2 separate regions of the Sus scrofa genome follow, and region 1 is linked to region 2. A link is a contact called in public HiChIP or PLAC-seq data. All regions are on one chromosome and are shown on one strand. The core of a region is the stretch at or near the end of the contact, and the rest is flanking DNA. Distances in the headings are between cores, read along the strand shown.

Region 1 (3,081 bases), core at 243-2,742, 110 kb before region 2:
TGACCAGGAACCATGAGGTGGCGGGTTGGATCCCTGGCCTCACTCAGTGGGTTAAGGATTTGGCACTGCTGTGAGCTATGGTACAGGTCACAGACAAGGCTCAGAGCCTGCACTGCTGTGGCATACGCTGGCAGCTGTAGCTGATTGGACCCCTAGCCTGGGAACCTCCATATCCCGCAGGTGCAGCCCTAAAAAGCTAAATAAATAAATAAATAAATAAAAATTAAAAGTAAAAGAAATATACCAATATTGCTTAGCCAACGACATTAGCAATTCTTGGAGCTTGTTCCAACAACAAGCTGGAGTTCTGGAGTTCCCATTGTGGCTCAGTGGTAATGAACCTGACTAGTATCCATGAGGATGTGGGTTCAATCCCTGGCCTTGATCAGTGGGTTAAGGACTGGGTGTTGCTGTGAGCTGTGGCCAGCAGTTGCAGCTCTGACTCAACCCCTAGCCTGGGAACTTCCGTATGCCGCAGATGCGACCCTAACAAGGAAAAGAAAAACCAAAGAAATGCAGAATCTTGGGCCTCACCTCAGACCTACTGAATCCAAATCTGCAGTTTAATAAACTCACTGGGTGATTCCTATGAACAATAAAGTTTGAGACACACCATGGTTTCAAGCATTAAGCAAGGGAACAGAGGGTAGAAGGCAAAGAGCCTGGGATGTGGCCGTTATCAAGGTTCAATTCCTAAATCCTGCTTCTTCCACTACTCTGCTGTGCTACTATGGCTATGTGACCTAAAACTTCCAAGTTTTAGGTCTGGAGATCTGTGGCTCAGTAGATTTAGGACCTGGGACCGTCACTGCTGTGGCCTGGGTTGCTATTGTGGCGCAGGTTCAAATCTGGCCCTGGAACTTCTGCATGCCGCAGGCATGGCCCCCCAAAAAAAATTAGCTTCAGTTTTCTCATCTCTAAATTGGTAATAAATAAAGCCAATTTCAGGAGTTCCCTTGTGGTGCAGCATATTATGGATCTGGCATTTCCACTGCTCTGGCTCAGGTTCGATCCCTGGCCCATTAACTTTCACATGCTGCAGGTGTGGCTAAAAGTTTTTGAAAAACCAATTTCAGGGTAGACAAGTAGACTACATGAAATCATTTGCAAGAAACCATCTAGAACAGTGCCTTCTGTATAGCTGAGTTCAATAATGTTTGTTTCTTAGAAATGTGTTGGCTTATTACCTAACTACTCAAATGCCATAACGCTCTAGGAGTTAGATCCCAGGAAAAAGGCAGTCAAGCCTGACAAAAGGGTGAATGGATAATTCCTTCTAACTGCAGAACTGGAAATAAAGTCCCAATTTCCTCAAGGGCCTCCTTGAGTCTCAGCGAGAAGAAACAAATTTAACTAACCACAACCTCCACCAGGAGGTGACTCTAGACAGATGTTAGGGGATGATCACACCCTATGCTACATACCTCATTTCAATATGCCCTGGCTGCCAAGCTGCTAAATGGCTTTGTACAATGCATTCAGGCTACACTCCCAGATGGAATAGGCGGATTACAAACCTCTGAGTCATTCCTGAACTTTCACCTCCCAACTCCTCCTCCAGTCCTGGAGGTGTGGCAACTGGGCATTTGGCTTCTGGTTGCTTGCCACAAGACAGTCACCCTACTGGAAGGGCGGCTGTCAGGTGAATGGGGAGAGACACCTTACTCAATAGGTCAGCTGCTTCATGGCCAGAGATAGAGAGATACTTCCAAAGATAGGAGCCTGGCTCACAGGATTCTCTATAGGGTGTGGGTATCTCAATCACCACAGGGCTTTTTCAAACCTTATATGCTGCCACCCCTTATAAGAACTCTTTTAGAGAGTCTGCTATTATTGATAGAAGTGAACTGCAGCTCTCAATAAGCTAAGCTGGATGGAAAAATATAATCAAGGGAATCACTCTATCTTAAAGTGCTAAACTAATATATTATAAATCAACTATACCTCAATTTAAAAATTAATTAAAAAAAAAACCTGTAGGAGATGCTCCTGATTTTTTTTTTTTTTTTTTTTTTTGCTTTTCAGGGCCGCACCTGTGGCATATGGAAGTCCCCAGGCTAGGGGTCGAATTGGAGCTACAGCTGCTGGCCTAAACCACAGCAACTTGGGATCCGAACTGCATCTACAACCTATACCACAGCTCAGAGCAATGCTAGATCCTTAACCCACTGATCGAGGCCAGGAATAGCACCCTCGACCTCATGGTTCCTAGTCGGATTCCTTTCTGCTGTGCCATGACAGGAACTCTGAGATGCTTCTGATTTTAACAGAGCCCTTGTCATTCAACAAGGCTCAGTGGAAACGAATCTGACTAGTATCCATTAGAACCCAGATTTGATCCTTGGCCTTGCTCAGTGCGTTAAGAATCCAGAGTTGCTGTGAGCTGTGGTGTAGGTCACACAGACATGGCTTGGATCTGGTGTTGCTATCGCTGTGGTGTAGGCTAGCGGCTACAGCTATTAGACCCCTAGCCTGGGGACCTCCATATGCCTCGGGTGAGGCCCTAAAAAGACAAAAAAAAAAAAAAAAAAAAAAAAATTAAAAGCCTGCCAACCAGCAGAAATGGCTTAGTTGATGAAGCAAACTAACTGCAGGAAAAATCTTGTGCTATAAAGACTTCCAACACAGAAGAAACAACTTGCATTAAGGGAAAAAGAACACACATAGGACAAAGGCTCCTCTCTCCCCAGAACCAGGTCAGACAACTAAAGCCATTTATCATCTGTTTCACAATGGTGATACTGGAAGTCTGCCTGCACTGCTTGGTGAGGCCACTTCATAGCCTGAGCAGAGTAATCTTTGGATTTCATACTCTGATGCCCTTCATACAAGAGTTCCCTTATTAATTCTACCTAGCTCTCACTGTCTAACAGACCCTTCCCTAAAGGTTCACTCATCACTCAGTAAAGACAGGAAAGGACATCAATTCAGTCTCAGAAGAGAATCAAGAGTCCTGATTTTACTTCCAGAGAAATTCTTACTGTTCTTTAACAAGTAATTGCTGAATACCTACTTGTTACGGGCACATTAAGTGTACACGGCTGAATAAAGCATCTAAGATCTTGAAGTTCCCTGGTGGCT
Region 2 (3,054 bases), core at 239-2,738:
CATATGTTAGAGTAATGTATTCTCCTTTGCCTGTATCGCATCAGATTGCAGCTGCCAATATTCTCATCTATCTCTCCACTAGATTGCAGACCTTTGAAAGAGGGACTCTGGTGAGAAAGACGATGGTAGGCAGCAGTCCTATCATGTAAAGCTTTATGACAATGCCAGCAAATTTGGTGCAGATACATTGAAAGATTTTAGTTAGAGGAGTGCATCATCAGATTTGTGACATAAAATCACTCTGTAGTGTGGACATTGGATTAAAGCAGTCGGATGGAAACTGGAGACCAGTTTATAAGCTACTACATTCATTCATTTATTTAGCTTTATTTTTGGCCGCACCATAGCATATGGAAGTTCCTTGGAGGAGGGATCTGCAGCAGGGACCTGGGCCACAGAGACAATCCATATCCTTAACCACTGCACAACATCAGGAACTCCCAGGTTACATTTAAAACAAAAAAGCCCCAATTCATATCAAGGATAACAGTGGCCTGAGCAAGGGACATATCCACAGCATGGGTGGTTGTAATGCTAAAGCAGGGAAATTTTATTGGGCTGGCCAGCAGAATGTTGAGATCTTGAGGAAACTGGGGCTCTCCCACCTGAAGTGAACAGTCTGAAACGCAGGGATGTAGAATATCAAGAAAATAAAAATGTTAAAAATGTAGGCCCGCCATAATCACCCATCTCCTAAGTTCCATTCTGAACCAAAATAGTGATATTTCTCTGTTGTTAAACCTTCCATTGCCAGCGCTGAAAACACAAAACCAACATTTATAGTACTCAGTATTTATTAGTACAACCACTTACCCAGTGGTTGCTATTTGTCAAGATGTATCCTAGATTGTTCTCTGGTTTAATTTTTACTAGGGCCTGACGGCTAGACATTTTTCTGTTCTACAAGTGAAACCATTAAGGCTTAGAGAAGTTAACTGATTTGCCCAAAGCCAAACAGAGGAGCCGGGTTCGAATCCAATTATTGCTTAATTCTTTTTTGTTGTTGTTGTTGTCTTTTTGCCATTTCTTGGGCCGCTCCCCGCGGCATATGGAGGTTCCCAGGCTAGGGGTCGAATCGGAGCTGTAGCTGCCAGCCTACGCCAGAGCCACAGCAACGCGGGATCCGAGCCGCGTCTGCGACCTACACCACAGCTCACGGCAACGCTGGATCGTCGACCCACTGAGCAAGGGCAGGGACCGAACCCTCAACTGAATGGTTCCTAGTCGGATTCGTTAACCACTGAGCCACGACGGGAACTCCTAATTACTGTTTAATTCTAAGATCTGTACGTCTAGCCATTTTGCTACATCCTTTTTCTAAAGATCCTATTTAGTTAAAACGTGAGCAGCTTTCCTCTCTGCAGAAAAACTTTATAAATTGGACCAAGCACGGGTGAAACCAAACAGAACTCACTAAAATGGCGGCTCCCTGCCAGGCGCTGGCTCCCCTACGTCATCACACCGCGCGACGCCCCTTGCGCGCAACGTGTGATGGGAACCCGCGGGAGGAAAGCAGGGTCTCAGATGGGGGGCGTGTCCTCTTCATCCGGAGCGCAAGATGGCGCTGCCCTTTGCACGTCCACTGTGCCTGTGCCGCTGGGGAGCCAAAAGGTTAGGGATTGCTGCCGCGGAAACCCGCAGAGGTAGGATTACCCCCTTTTATTCTCTTTCACTTCCAAGGTAGTTTCGGTCTGTTATTCTTAGAGCCTGCTCAGAGAAACAACTCCAGTCCCTTCGATTCGTTTCCCCTCCCCCATCTGCGTTGGTCTTGAGATTCCAAACTTGGGACCTTCTCTGGTTTCCTTAAATTCTAGGGCTTTCCCAGTCCAAGCTTTTCGGCTTCTTGGGCTATCCATACTAAAGTGCCCCCACTGTCGTTCTCGCTTGAAATTCTGATTCACGTTTCCTGGTAATCTCATGACTGTCTGCTTCAGATCAGAATATGTGTATGTCGCTAGCTCTAGAGTTCTAGCTCACCTCATTATCCCGTTTCTCTTCTCTGCCCGGCAGGCGTCAGTTTCAAACTGGAAGAAAAGACAGCCCACAGCAGCTTGGCCCTCTTCAAAAGTGACACAGGTGTCAAATATGGCATGGTGGGATTGGAGCCCACAAAATTGGCCCTGAATGTGGAGCGCTTCCGGGAGTGGGCAGTGGTGTTGGCAGACACAGCGATCACCAGTGGCAGACACTACTGGGAGGTGACAGTGAAGCGCTCACAGCAATTCCGGATAGGAGTGGCAGATGTGGACATGTCCCGGGATAGCTGCATCGGTGTTGACGACCGTTCCTGGGTGTTCACCTATGCCCAGCGCAAGTGGCACACCATGTTGGCCAACGAGAAGGCCCCTATTGAGGGCATTGGGCAGCCAGAGAAGGTGGGGCTGCTGCTGGAGTATGAGGCCCAGAAGCTGAGCCTGGTGGATGTGAACCGGGTTGCTGTGGTCCATACACTACAGACAGATTTCCGGGGTCCAGTGGTGCCTGCCTTTGCCCTTTGGGATGGAGAACTGCTGACTCACTCAGGGCTTGAGGTACCAGAAGGCCTCTAATATGTCCATCACTGAAGTCCCTAATCATGCTCTTGGCCAGCCTCCTGCTCAAAAAGTGTCCGAAACCTTTTAATTGTGGCCCAAGCAAGTACCAGCTCCCACCTGTCACTAGTTCAGTGACAGGTCCTCTGTGCAATATCTCAGTCGTCTTTGTTTCCCGTCCTGTGAAAGGTAGGCATACAGCCAGCCACCCTCTCCCCTCCCCCAAACTACTGCCAATTTCCTAGGCTACCATGAATGTACTTTCTCAGACTGTATTCAGTCCTGGAGTCTTACCTTTCAGCTTTGTTAGAATTTATTCATCACTGTGCTACCTCTTCCTCCCTTTGCCCACACATAACTTGTTTTGGGGGCTCTACGGAATCTCTCCAGAGTAAATCCTTTCTACCTCTGGCTGAAGGAGTGGTGCAGTCAATGACTTGGCCCTTTCTGTACAGTACACAGAGTCTGGGCTCTGGCTCCCTCAGAAAGTGCTTTACAGACTGTGTCAGAATGTTAACAGCCT

The links. HiChIP or PLAC-seq counts read pairs in DNA pulled down with a chosen protein or histone mark.
Region 1: an H3K27ac HiChIP or PLAC-seq map of alveolar macrophages shows a contact between it and region 2. The contact joins the enhancer-like site here to the promoter of SPRYD4 in region 2. A contact is called at or near these places in 4 of 47 Hi-C or Micro-C datasets (blood, mesenteric adipose tissue, retroperitoneal adipose tissue and 1 more) and 2 of 2 datasets of contacts at active chromatin or transcription factors (alveolar macrophages and skeletal muscle).

What each region holds. Positions count from the first base shown.
Region 1 is chr5:21,691,594-21,694,674 of Sscrofa11.1, forward strand. The region is part of intron 1 of CS (citrate synthase); the gene reads right to left. Among named protein-coding and RNA genes, the nearest start is that of CS, 7.4 kb to the right of the region's middle. Within about 2 kb of position 1,493, at least 35 of the 83 cell types and tissues checked have an H3K27ac peak or open chromatin away from gene starts, as enhancers often do. A contact at or near this core is called in alveolar macrophages, retroperitoneal adipose tissue, skeletal muscle and 1 more, where this site is marked.
Region 2 is chr5:21,802,857-21,805,910 of Sscrofa11.1, forward strand. SPRYD4 (SPRY domain-containing protein 4) reads left to right here and starts at 1,489. Exons shown (of 4, transcript XR_002344303.1): 1 at 1,489-1,643; 2 at 2,011-2,720. It overlaps MIP (lens fiber major intrinsic protein), which reads right to left and starts at 2,108. Exons shown (of 6, transcript XM_021092895.1): 1 at 1,978-2,108.